Regions from separate parts of the Gossypium hirsutum genome. Here region 1 is linked to region 2. Evidence: chromatin contacts called from public Hi-C data. All regions are on one chromosome and are shown on one strand. The core of a region is the stretch at or near the end of the contact, and the rest is flanking DNA. Distances in the headings are between cores, read along the strand shown.

What was found. Hi-C and Micro-C count contacts between places; a contact is called where the count stands out from the background.
Region 1: a contact with region 2 is called in a Hi-C map of leaf, with 3 times the contacts expected there. The contact joins the promoter of LOC107901162 here to the promoter of LOC107930770 in region 2. A contact is called at or near these places in 16 of 34 Hi-C or Micro-C datasets (anther, callus, fibers and 4 more).

Annotation. Positions count from the first base shown.
Region 1 is chrA13:17,037,038-17,043,865 of Gossypium_hirsutum_v2.1, reverse strand. LOC107901162 (nudix hydrolase 1) reads right to left here and starts at 4,616. Exons shown (of 2, transcript XM_016827059.2): 1 at 4,281-4,616; 2 at 3,753-4,194. The coding sequence starts at 4,416. The coding sequence ends at 3,896. LOC107930773 (probable isoprenylcysteine alpha-carbonyl methylesterase ICMEL1) reads right to left here. Exons shown (of 10, transcript XM_041084994.1): 7 at 6,690-6,828; 8 at 6,131-6,196; 9 at 5,577-5,667; 10 at 5,105-5,481. The coding sequence ends at 5,320. It overlaps LOC107959848 (CLAVATA3/ESR (CLE)-related protein 13), which reads left to right and starts at 1,897. Exons shown (of 1, transcript XM_016896012.1): 1 at 1,897-2,247. The coding sequence starts at 1,897. The coding sequence ends at 2,247.
Region 2 is chrA13:16,876,356-16,883,920 of Gossypium_hirsutum_v2.1, reverse strand. LOC107930770 (pentatricopeptide repeat-containing protein At5g09450, mitochondrial) reads left to right here and starts at 4,417. Exons shown (of 3, transcript XM_016862487.2): 1 at 4,417-4,677; 2 at 4,853-5,105; 3 at 7,505-7,565. The coding sequence starts at 4,643.

The DNA.
Region 1 (6,828 bases), core at 3,367-5,866, 160 kb before region 2:
TTTTATAAAGATGAAAAGTATAGATGTGCAGCATGTCCATCTTTTAAACATTGTACACATATACATATTTAATATTGTACAAAAATAATAAAAATATAAATGTGTATATTCACGTGCAATGCATGTAATACCAAAGGCTAATTTATATGAGTGTTGCAATAATCAAAATATTAAAGATTGAAGAATATAACATACGGTACTATAATATGTCCATCTTTGAAACATTGTACAAAGGTACTTTTTTATAATACTATACTATTGGCACAAAAAATTATGATTCCAACCTTTTCTATTCATAAATTATTATTTATTTTAAATATTATTTACATTAAATATGATATATATTTTTATTCTTTATTTAAAAAATATGAGCTAATTGCATAAACATCCCTAAATTATGATTTTAATTTTAAATTGGTTTCTCAAACTTCAAAATGTTTTAATTACATCTTGAACTATCAATGTGATATTAATTAGGTCCTTTCTTTAGTTAAAGGGAACATCAAATCTTATGCAGGTAATTTTAATATGAAAAAAGTTAAAGAAATATAACATTGTCGCATAAATTTAAAAAAAAAAACTAAAAATAAAGTAAACAATAAAGTTTTTATAAAAATTTTAAAAACCTTTAAATTAAGATTTTTAAAACATATATTTTTACCATATTCATTTTTTTTTCCTAAATTTTTCATTTTAAATTAGATTACATAAGATCTGAAGTATCGTTTATAAATTAAATCTAATTGATGATAATCAATAGTTTAAGAATGTAATTAAAATTATTTGAAGTTTAAGGATGAATTTATTATATCAATTAACTCAAAATCAAATGAATGTAAGAAGAAAAGCAATTTGTTTAAATAAGCCAATTAATTATTATTACAAAAGAGAACTTATGGAAAGTACTTTTCATGTATTTCTATGTCTTTTTTGGTATTCGTTGCTGAAACTGTTTAATACATTGCTTTGTCCGTAGAAAATGTGGATTGCACAATCCCCATCCTTTTCATTAGTTGCTATTCACTCAAAAACAGCATCACCATCCATCATGAATTTCAAAACAAATCAATAAATATATCTTATAATTCAATATACCATTCTACTCTTGATGGAAATTAATATAAAAACATCCTTTTTAATTATTTCATGATTTTCACTCTTAACTTTCAACAATATTATCTCTAAATAATATTTTTAAACTTAGATTAACAGTCAAATCAATTAAATCATTAATTCTTAAATCAATTGATTAGTTCGGTTTTAATTAAATAAATTATTAAAATTCATAAAAATTAAAAAAAAAACATATTAAATTTTATAAAATCTAATTCAACCGTTAGCTCAATCAATTTTTTTATCCTTATTCAAAATGATTTGTACATATTCGTGATTCAACCAATCTAATTCGATTTCAGCAACTTTATTTTAAGATTCAAACCTAAATTATCTGCTAATAATACAATATATTTTACCACTACACCATCTTGCACTCTTTAATAATAAATAAATATATTTCATTATTAACTCCTTTGCCTCAAAGATCTTGTAATAATAACCATTATCAAACTTGATATCATTCAAGGTTTGACAATCTTTTACTAATAATTAATTAATGACCCTTTTTTTCCCTTGATTTCTAAGAAAACTTTCATTGGGAAAGGGTGTTTCCCCCTCCCTCTCCAATCTCCCTTGTATCTTGTCCAATAAATTAGAATTCAAAGACCAAATCCACAGTTTTTCAACCTTCATTTCCTCCAGCTTCCACTTCCCATTCCCATTCACTATATTTTGGCTGATACATATACAATTAAAATCTCTTCCTTGGGGTTTTCCTTACTTTTTGCTCCATGCATGCTTCCCCTTCAGTCCCTTGTGCTACCTCAAAATTCTCCATGCATGGCTTGGAAAGTATCCCACATGCTCATCTTCACCATTCTTTGGCTCTCTCTTCTCTTGTTATGGCTTCATGAATTCCAAAACATTCTCTACTTCAATTTCAATACCAATACCAGTGGCAAACAACCCAACCCCACAACCTTTTCCTTGCTTTCTTCTCATCGTAATCCTTTCATCACTAGAAAAGCTGTTGCTGCTGCCAAATTTGACTTCACTCCGTTTCAGAAGCATCAAGATCAAGCACCAGATCATGCCAAGAAACAATCCAAGCCGGCCGATAACGAGGTTGATCCGCGCTACGGCATCAAAAAGCGCCTCGTACCAACCGGTCCGAACCCATTGCATCATTGATGAATGAATGATGATCATATATATTATTTCAGATCAAAGAAAGAAATAAAAACAGGTTACTATATGGACTTTATTTTATTATTCTTTTCTTTCTTCTGATTATATTTGGTAATCCTTAATTGCTAGCTTTTAGATCATATATATTGATGATATATGTGTGAGATTGTGCTTGTAATTAAATGTATATTAGTAAATTAGGGACAATAGTATTATAATAATCCCAAGACAATAACTGATATCAACATTAGGGTTTTAGATATGTATTTTTTCATGATTATATATGTATGTATATTTCAAGGGAACATATGAGTAGCTGTAACGGCACGGCACGGCACAGCACAGCACAACATAGAAAGCAAATTTCAGCTAATAAGGTTGGTTAGTGTAGAAGGATTAATTGCTTTGTGTTGAAGAACAAATCATGTGGTAATTTGGTTCTTCCAATGCACTCATTGATGGATGATGCCATAGATATGTAGAATTACACTTCACCTTACCCAAATTGTAGCTTAGCTTTGGGGTGGAAATTGGGCCAAACGATGAGGATTTTAGGTGTTGGGCAGTAATTTAGTTTTGGTATGCATATGCAATGCATGTTTCTATGGCTCACTCCTCTTGGTTAAGTTAAAAGGGACTGCTAGTCCTCCCTGAAATGTGCAGAACAGCAAGTCCAAGGGCAACAGTAAGTAAAATTTTCCAATCCATGCGTCTATTTATTCATAAATGGAAACAATTAGATGAACAAATAAAATAGAAAGAAACCAGCAAGAGAAGAGCACAATATTAAGTGGTGAAGCATAACAAACAGCAATCAACAACAATCAAAATGTAAGGGTTTGTGGAATACTTGGATTCAAGTGTAAGTACCGAGTATGTATCCCCACAAAATATGTTCATTTCTTTGTTTAGGTTTTATCATGTATTGAAATGATCTTTGAAGGGTTATATCGGAAACAGATACTTCTAAGAAAAATGAAGACTCGAAACATTTCCAACGGCTGGGAAAATGAGTTTCTGAAGCAAAGGTAACGAGGACATTTGCTTCATTACAGGAGGAGCAGAGTGAGAATTAGCATAAGTAGCTGATTCTGCCCATATAAAATAACAACTTAGCATCTCAGCATTCATGAAATTTACGAGGGGTTTTTAATTTTACTTTCTTTTGTCTGGTATCCAATAGTCATATTGTGTTTCGACTAAATTCAGAGTCAAGCCAAGTCAGACCACTAAATAGAGAGTAAAGCGCTCTCAGTATTATTTTCTTCGTCGACCATATTTGAATCCGAAATCTTGCTTAAAAATATCAAACTCCTTACAATTCCACCTAGCGGTACACCTTTCCCTTCAGAAAGAAGATCTACTTTTTCTTAATTAAAGGGAAGCTACTAGTTTGCATTTGTTAAATACATTAAAACTCCACTACCTTGCATATATCTTAAAATCCAGATAACAAGAACAAAAAATCCATGCAAATTTCACTCTTGAAATCTCTTAGCTACATAATATAAACCATAAAAGTTCACCATCTAAGATTCATATTACAAACAACATTGGTCACTGAATACATCATGATGAAATTAAAATAACCCATGGATCAATTATACGCAAGCAATATGTAAGAATAGAAAACGTATTCATTCAGCGGCTGTCAAGTGGAGGGAAAGGGGTTGAAGCCACTTCGTACCATTTCGTCAAGCGTCGAAAACAAAGGTTGGGGCAGATTATCCCAGTCATACCAATCCCAGCCGTCGCATTTGTCTGGCTCCGGGTTTTGTGGAACTTGATTAGGGTCAGCCAGCACTGCACGGAGAAAGATGATGACGTAATGGCAGGGTTTGGATTTGTCCAGGAAGACTTTATTGGTCACTGTTAAGAAGTCTGCTTTCCCCATTACCAAGCCCGTCTCCTCCATCAGCTCTCTGGCTCCGCACTCTTCGAAGCTCTCACCTGCCAACAATTATTTTGCCCTTTTTTTTTAATTAATGAAAGCGAAACAAGTAGAGATGTGAGTTGAGAGAGAGAGAGAGACGGACCAAACTCGAGGTGGCCGCCGGGGAGAGCAAAGGTGGATTCACCGATTGAGGCGCGGCGGCGACCCAGGAGGACCGATTTCCCCTTCAACACGAACAGCACAACACCTACTCGTGGCACGGGCTGTGTTTCCTCCATCTCGAATGACAGTTCAGTTGGTGGGTTCTCTGGACTAGTAATAAAGAGAAGGGAGACTGGGGGACAACGCAATTAGGCAGTCAAAGGTGGCGTATAATATATTATATTATCAAAATGTAAGGGAAAGTGCGCGGCCCAGTCATCTTTCTTTGTTGGTGGGCTGGTTTTAACTTGCTATTTTGACTTCTGTTTTTTGTCTTTGTCTATCTCTGTCGTCACTGATAACATTCTTCGTAGTTAGGATGCTATTGTGGAAGTTGCACCGGTTTAACTAAATAAATTATTAAAAATTTTAATAGATTCAGATTGATATATCAATCGATCTAAATATGAAAACAATAATATGCAACTCTTTTTTTAGAAGAGAGATATGTTTATAATAACATACATACGGTGAAATTAAAATATGTAAAGAGATGAAATTTTTAAAAGTGTATTAAATTCATTCAAAATATTTTAATTGTATCTTCAAATATTAATATTGTATCAATTAACTATCTATTTAAGTATTAAATATTAGCTTGACTTATATATATATAATTTGACTGTTTTTTAAACATGTTATTGTATTTTGAGGATTTAATTAAAATGTTTTTAAGTTTGATGAGCATTTTAGAATCTAGACCACGGTGTGGGGACATTGGTGTAATTAACCCTAATTTATATTTTAAACAAACACAGCTCTATGTAAGTAAGAAACAATCCAATCCATTACTGAACTTAAATTTAATTTTCTTGTCTTGTTCCGAAACCCATGTTAAAAGATATCTAATAGGATTAAATGAAGGGGGGTAAAAGGCCTGGTAAAGATCATCTACAAACTTACTTCCATTGTTGTTATATTAATGTTATAGTCATGGCTACAATTCATTTTCATAGCATCTGAGAGTAAATGATGAATGGCTAGAAAGGGCTGACATCATGAGCCAATTTCAACATGAACTCAGGTACAAGGCGTCTTCTTGGAGGCGCCACGGCATCTTTTGCAAGGGCTGCTTCATCTTCACCATGTATGATGGCAACAACATCTTCAAACATCTCATCTCTGCCGCCTCTCATGGGATCCTGATTATTTATTTTACATGTATGTTGGCAGAATATTTATACAACATTCACCCAAAATAAAACAAAACACAAAGCATGGTTACTTCTTCCATTACCTGAAGAAACAAATCTGTGTGAGTCTTTCCATCATACAATATGGATTCTGCTTTCCCTCCAACTCTTCGAAGCGTATCAGCAAAATTTTGACTGCAAGGAGAAGGAAAACTTGTTATAAGAAATCTGCATTTGAATCAGCTGTGACCTAGTCATTCAACAATCACTACATAGCAACATCATAACAATCTAGATGCAGAAGAAGAAAATGAAAAGTAGTATTGCTGTAATCTATGATGATTATCAAGGGCCTTATCCATGTATGCACATATAATTATTAACAACAAAGGAACAAACATTTAGAATTATGAATTGAGAGGACGAGATTTAAACCTGGCATCCGCAGGAATAGAATAATCTGCAGTGCCATGAAAAAGAATGACAGGAGGAAGGAGAGAAACAGCAGGCTTAACGTTTGAGTCCTGCACCAGAACTTCAGGAGAGAACTGATGCAAAGAATCTTCCCCTTCCATTATGCTGTATGAAAATGCAGGGACGATTTGAGGGAAACAAACACAGAATGGATCTAAACAAGATTTTCCTGAAACCAACTTACCTTAAAAAGATCGAACGGTATAAACCTCGAGTATGAAAGTGCTCTATGAGGTTAAAAAGATTGTACCTGTTGGGGAACATTAATGATAATTGAGTATCAATGAATATACACAAAAAGGAAATTGCTTTATTACATCAAAATTTACTTGCATGTTTTGTATATAATAACATTACAAATGTTCATTCCAAATAGCTAATGGCACTAAATGAAGGGGCAATGAGAAGGTAAAAAACTTAATGCATTTAGCAAGGAACCAAAAGATAGACATGAGCCATAATAAGAGCTATTAAAGATCATCCACCCTGATATAAAACACTATAATGCTTTGATTATAACCTTTCAGAAGAAAATAGTGCCACATGAATTGAGGAAAATACATCAATACGATTTATCTTTGAGTCAAATTTGAAATCAGAACTGATTCCATAATTATTGTGAAGTTATATTCAATATGAAGTTAAAAGTTTCAAGACCAGATTCATGGTAACAAAGAAAATAACAGTATTTTTTGAGTTCCATGCTGGTTAAGTTCCATGGTTATAAAATTTTTAATAATTACCCTCCAGACAAACCAAGGTAAGCTTTTATCTGGGACACACTCCAAGAAACACTGTCGCCTTCGCCAGTCTCTTTGATTGCCTGGTTTACAAGTGTGCAAGCAGCAATATGTGCACCAGCTGATTGCCCCATAAGATAAA
Region 2 (7,565 bases), core at 3,168-5,667:
CATATTCTAGTGCCACAATATCTGCTAATATAAATTTTATACCCATGCTTAATGGGACTAATTTCAGTGAATGGAAAAGGCACTTACTTATAGTGCTTGGCTGTATAGACATAGACTTTGCACTAAGGGAAGAACAACCTGCACCTCTCACTGCAGAAAGCACCCCCTATGTTATAAGGGATTTTGAGAGGTGGAATCGTTCAAATTGCATGAGTCTAATGATCATGAAGCACAACATTTTAGAAGGCTTTAAGGGCATAGAATCTGAAAAGATTACTCAGGCCAAGGTTTCCTTGACGAAATTAAGAAACGTTTGGCTAAAAACGATAAAGTTAAAATGACATCATTTTTAACTTCTTTGATGTCTATAAAGTATAAGGGTCAAGGAAATACTGAGCGATCTAAGGGCTATGAATTTTATGATCCTACAATTAGGAATATTTTTGAGACGAGAATTGCAACATTCTTTTAAGATGTTGAGTTTGGAGGGAGAAATAAGGTTAGAGACATTGTTTTTAAGGAGGAATTAAATTTTAACTCAGTTCCTACTATCACTTTTGATGATGTTTAGGTTCTCATACCTATCATTGATTAAGAAGTGAATCCAGAACCTCAATAAGACAATGTTAAACAACTCCCTATTCAAGATGAGGTAATTATTCCAGAAGAACAAACTCAACAACCTCAAGAATGAATGTTATTAAAAATGTCCACTAGGGAAAGGGTTATAATGGCTTTAGTGGAATAATTTGACATTAAGCTACATTAGATGAATATTAAGTTAATGGTTTCTCAATGGTATCATTGATCATACATTTATATGGTGCAATTAAAAAAAAAACTTTGTGTCTGATGATGCAAAGGTAATGATTTGTAGATTAAGGAACTTCATCTATGGGCTTAAGTAGACTTCTCATCAATAATATTAAAAAATTTACCAAATGATTATCTCATTCAATTTAGAGATGAATTTTGTTGATAATTGTATATACCATAAGTTTTGTGGGAGTAAGGTTCTATATTTGGTTTTATATGTTAATAACATACTGCTTGCCAATAATAAGTATAGCCTCAATCAATGCCCTAAGAATGATTTTGAGATTACAAAAATGCATAAGATTTTTTACATTTTAGCAATGGAAAATCTAATGTACATTCAAGTTTGTATACATTGGAATATTGTGTATATTATTAGGGTGTTAGGCAGATATTTTAAGCAACCCTGTTTTGGACCATTGGATAGCATCCAAAAGGGTTATAAGGTATTTTTAGAGAACAAAAGATTACAGGCTCACATATCAGAGATCTAATTTGTTAGAGATCATCAGGTATATAAACTCCGATTTTGATGTAATATGGATACAAGATTTTGTCACTAAGGTGCAAATTGTGAAAACAAATTGCAGTCTTTTATTCCAATGGCAATAGGAGCACATTAAAGTCAAAACACATAGACTTTAAATTCCTAGTTGTTAAAGTAAAAGTTCAGAGTGGTTAGGTACTTACAAAGCATATTAGGACAAACTCCATGATTGCGGATCCGCTTACTAAGGAACTACACCTAAGGTTTTATAGGAGCACATTGCTCATATGGGTGTAATGTCATTTAAAGGATATTTGGATTTAGTGGGAGTTTGTATTTTTAAATGCTTTTATGTTATAGACACATTTTCAGTTATTTTAGTTTAAAGATAATAAGTTTATTTTCTGCAGAAATAAAGTTTATTTGGTTTATTCACACTCTGATTTTGGTAAGGTTTGATCTCACTAAGGAGGACCAGTTGGAAATAGACATGTTTAGATCATATTGCATGTAATTTCCATGCTATACATCCATACTTGATCTATGTCATTTGGTTGTGTTAATATACGTGATCATGGATGGATTTAGTTACGATATATGTAACGAAAGTCGCCTTGGTTCTATGTTAACATAACTAATGGACGAGATTGTACGGAATGCCTTTTGGATATGATAGTAAAATTTTGAGCTCATAAGGTTATATAATGACATGTAATTATAAAGTAATTAGTATATATATGTGGTTCAAGTGGGTGATTGTTGGAAAATTTGGACATCGCATATATAATAAGGATAATTACATGTTATTATTTACTATCATGATAGGTTAGCCCAAATTAAAAGTGATCTAATTTTAGCCCAAATTAAAAGTGATCTAATTTAGTTAGAATTTAATTACGCTTTTAATTATTAAATAAAGTATGGGTCAAATATCTGTAGATACTCTTCTAATCAAATTCTAATTAATGATGGGCTAATTAGAATTTGATCAGAACTAGAGGTGATCATGGGCCGGGCCGAGTCGGGTTCGGGCCGGGCCCATACAAATTTTTAGGCCTGTCTACTAGGCCCGGGCCCAGCCCAGCCCGAAATATGGGCCTAAAATTTTGCCCAAGCCCGACCCGAAATAAAATTACTAAGCCCGACCCGGCCCGGCCCATATTAAATTTTTTTATTTCATTAAATAAAAAATTTAAAAATATAATAAATCAAATATATTTAAAAACATAAAAACAAATATTAAAACAAATAAAAATAATGCTAAAACAATTCTTAAAACAATACACAAATTAATAATATAATAAAAAATGGTTATATTAAAAATTTAAAATAATTAAAAATAAAATAAAAATATATATTAATATATAATTCAGGCCGGGCCCGGGCCAAAAAACTCTTACCCTAGGCTCTAAACGGGCCTCGTTTTTTTGCCCAAGCCCATTTTTCGGGCCTATATTTTTACCCAAACCCTCCCATTTTTCAGGCGGGCCTTCGGACCGGGCCGGGCCACCCAACCCATGATCAGCTCTAATCAGAACTAATATGCTAACGTTATAAATATTAGGGTTATGGTCCCCAAATTATACACAAGATATCTTTTCTAATATCCCATCATTAAGAAAGAGAGAGCAAATATTCTCTGAATTTCTTATGTACTAATTTAGAAGATCAAATCCCCAAGTTCCAGAAAGTTTCAAAGAATCCATGGATTCAGGTACCCTTCTGCATCTAGTTTTGTTCTTAATTTATTCTTAATAATTTGACATGACAGATCCTAGTTTATTAAGTTATATTGTAGATTTATTTTATAAATTCTAACATGCAAACCAAAATTCCCTTCGTATTAATATGAAAATCAATGAAACCTTGTTGTTACAACAAGCATACGTGCTGTAGCATATTTACAAGCTGCATGCTCTTCAACAAAAAAAATTATCACAGCAGCATAGTTGGCCAATTTTCAATATCAACACATGAGGAAACAAGTGTAGATGATTCCTTGGAAGTAGTGAAAAGCTTGATGAAATGATCTTGCACTAAGTTCTATATAGCTCTTCTTTTAGTTATCCACTTTCCATTAACATCAAAAAGCCCCACGATTTTATTACAATTTATTCGTTTCATTGCTTGTCGGACCTTTGTGAGCAAGGAAAATATTTCTTGCATCTTGCCTCCGTGTATCGTTTTCTTCTTTTGTTGTTGATAAAACGCCAACAGTCAATCTTAACTTGCCTCGTTTTCCAAACTCAAAAATTCAATTTCTTTTATTCGAAATCTCCTTTGTGGATATAGAATTGCAACTTGGTTCCTTAAACCTTTTAAAGCCCCATGTCCAAATGGTCTACACCCATTTTCTATCAACACCATTGGTCTGAAGTGAAGTAGAAAATCATCTCGACGGTTTCTAAGATTTCTATGACTTTCCTAAATGTCGTTGTTCCCACTACCTTTAATGAGACATTGGTCGCTCTTATTTCCAAATCCAGAGAGGCAACCTCTTTTTCACAATTCCGCCTGATTAGTCTAGGTAATACGATCTACAAGATTATCACATAAGTCATGGTTATGAGACTAAGGCCCTTTTTATACAGGATAATGTCTCCATTTCAGGGTAGTTTTGTTCCTGGAAGGCACTCCTGGAATAATGTCACTATTGTCTAAAAGATTATGCACTTGCTCAAAAAGATGAAAGGGAAAAATTGTGATATGGTCATTAAGTTGGATCTTGAAAAAGCGTGTAATAAATTGGAATGGAGTTTTCTATGCTTTTTTGGTTTTTCAATTTCTTGGCTAAATTTAATAATGGATGAAGAAGAATATAAAAGTTTAATTTAACATTACTTGTCAAAAGTGTTTTTGAGCTCAAAAGCATCTTGTTTAACAATGTTTTTATGTCAAAAGTGTTTTTTATCCTTAAAAATGTTTCTTAAAAATAATGCTAAATCAATCTAAATGAAAATTGCCAAAAAAAAATCTAAATTTTGGGTAGACCATTAAAATTCTTTTTGAAAAAATTTATAATAAGATTCAATAAAAAATTGAAATATGTTTTTCTTATGAATTTTGGTTTTGATTGTTTTTTCTGATTCTCATGTTAAAATTGAGCTCAATTTTGAAGTTGATAATGTGTACATATACACACAAAGGTATGTTAAAAAAATTCAGCTGTCTGACCAGTGCAAGCTAGTCAGTGACCCGTTTAAGGCCGCTTACTTATCCGACCCGACCCATATGGACATGTTTATTAACTAAACACCCCCTGCTGTAATCCTGGAGAATTCCCAAAAGGAACAAGTGGGGAAAAGAAGCTTAAGCTAAAAGAGCTCTTTATCAATTTCCATGGCGTCGCGTTCTCTCTTTCTTAGTCTCAGACGGTAACTATCTTCATTCTCATAAATTTCCATTTCAAAGAATTTATTTTAAAAAAAAACATAATTTTATTAAACTGGATCAAATACAATTCTTATTAGTTGTTGTTAAGTTAAAATCTTTTCTTTTATCAAACATCAATTTTCCCAAACTGTAAAATACATATGTGTGTGTGTGCAGGAGAAGCAGCCAACGGTGCATGTCGAGGCCGTTGTCCTCGGGCTCCGTCAGCACCGAATACACGGACGATTATATAAAAAATTCGGAAACCGATGATCTGAGAAGCCGCATTTTCCAGTTGCGCCTTCCGAAACGGAGCGCCACCACCGTTATAGAGAAATGGGTGGGTGAGGGCAACCGGGTTTCCATCTCTGACCTCCGCCAAATTTCTAAAGACCTTAGAAAATCTCAGCGTTTCAAGCATGCTCTCGAGGTATATTTTTACTCAGTAATTGAAGTCAATTAGAATGAAATTAAGATTTGGGTGTTCTTGGGTTGGTTTGATTTGCCTAAAGAATTTAGAAATGCTTGCTTAGTTTAATAATCCTTGACGAAACTTTCCATCACTTTTGCGGCTTCAGAAAAATAATGCTTGAATCCTTGGATTTGATTAACCTTGATTGGGTAAATTGGAGTCATAGCAATTAGACTTGTTAACTTGACCCGAATCCTAATCAATCAACTTGGAATCAAACTCAACCCAACTTAATTTGATCATAAGAAGTATACAACCCAAACCTGAAAGGATCTGATTCCAAAACTGGCGCGAACCTGAATGAACCGAAACTCAAAATGACTCAAACCTATAATAACCCAGCCTAAAAACCTTGGCCTCCTTGATCCAATGGACCTTAACCCAAGGTTTACCTGAACCAATATTACGCAAAAAATTTAAAAAACTTGAATTGACTCAATTTAAATTGACTTGATTCAAAATCAACTTGACTTGCCCAATTGACATGTCTGATAGTAATCCATTGCTTAGGGGAATGGTCTGATTTGTTACTAATGTTAAACAAATAATTAAAGAGATAATGTGTGTGTGTGTGTGTGTGTGTGTGTGTGTGTGTGTGTGTGTATTTCTCAACAAATAGAGAATATCTTAGTATGTATGTTAGGTCAATCTTTTGTCTACAGAAGATTTTTGCAGCACATCAGGGTTTGCCATTTGATTAGCTTGGATGTAGGGTGTAAATGAGACAGTGGTATTATCAAACTATTCAAGTTTGACTAGAAAAAACTTGAATTTGATTCAGTAATTATCAAGTTGAGTTCAAGCTTTAGTAGCTTGAGTTATTGATCAAGCCAAATTTAAGCACCTTAATGCTCAATCTGAACGGCTCATGAGCCTAATCAAGCTTTTCATTTTAATATATTTTTACATTATGAAATTACATTTTTACCCTTATTATATAGAAAGAGCTGAAGTACAAGCTCATATGAACTGGCTTAATCGATCTTTGATTTCAATCTTGAGTATGAAAATTGATAAATGAGTTTAGTTGAGCTCAAACTCTAGTAGCTCTATTAATTCTTGAGCCAAGCTCAAGCTTAGAAATATATGTTTGATCGAGCTCAAGCCAAGCATCGAGCCTTGAATTTTGAGTCAAGCTCGAGCTTGAGCTTACCATTATTTGAGTTCAGTTTGATTCAATCCAATTACACCCCTACTTGGATGTTTAGCTGTATAGCAACAGTGATCTTGTAATGTTAACTACTATCATACATGTCTCGTCTTTTGTAGTAGATTTAAATCTCTACTAAGGCTTGCTTGTAGAAGTGCACTATTTACCTCTTTCACTTTAGAGTTCATTCACTTCCTCTGATTCATTGAAATATGATAACTTTCTTCTCGCTTGCGGTTTTTATAGGTGTAATTTGATTACTATTATAGTGTCTCACAGTCACTTTATTATTTCACCTGTTCTTTGTTTCAGTTATAAGAGGGCATGTTGTGAAAGTTGGTTTTGATGAGAATTTTTATCGATACCAAGAATAATTTTCTTTTCTCGAGTGTGAGATATAAAAGTCTGATGTTATGGGTGTAGGAAAGTCCCAAATCCTTTTTTCTTTCTGTTATAATAGTAGTCCTTTGTGAGTTGCACCTTGCAACATTAGGTTAGTCTCTTTTTCTTTTCCCCTTTCTAATATCAGAAACAAAGTTGGTCAAATTACAGGTTTTATTCCCTGTACTATACTTTTATTTGGATACATTGAAGAGGGTGTGTCTCAGGGCTCAATCCTTGGATGTAGGTTCCAACACCTAACACCTTAACCACTGCACTAGTGAGATGGCTAATCCGTGTACTGTAATTTGAAATAATTTTGTTCTCTTACTATTATTAATAGTATGCCTTAGTCCAAATCATTGACACCGTTTCTCATAAGTCAGCTGATGTAATTTATTTAAAAACCTGACAATTAAATTTCTTACATCATTTAAAAGATGAAATTTTGGTAACCAAAATAGTTATTTTTCATTAATTTGTTATAAAATGAATTTTCTAGCTCAATCTCATGACTTCGACTCTTTGTTTCTTTAAAAATAATTTCACCTTAGCAGACTAATAAATTATTTTTAACGGTGATAGCGATTTGCATCAAGACAACATTAATGATAGTAACAGTGGCAGGGTCAAGTTATGCCAAATTAAAGTACAATACTTCAATCTCCAAGTTGAGTATAGTGTTAGGCCAAAAACATAATCTGACCATCAAAGCTTCATCTCGCATCTGTGTGGAAATGTTTGTGCCTTATAGTTCGTGTGGCTTTTGATTTCCCAGTTAGAATTGATTGTCAATTTTCTTTACCTTACCTATTCAAGCTTGCAGATATCAGAATGGATGGTTAGTCATGAAGAATACAAGTTATCAGACACTGACTATGCTGTTC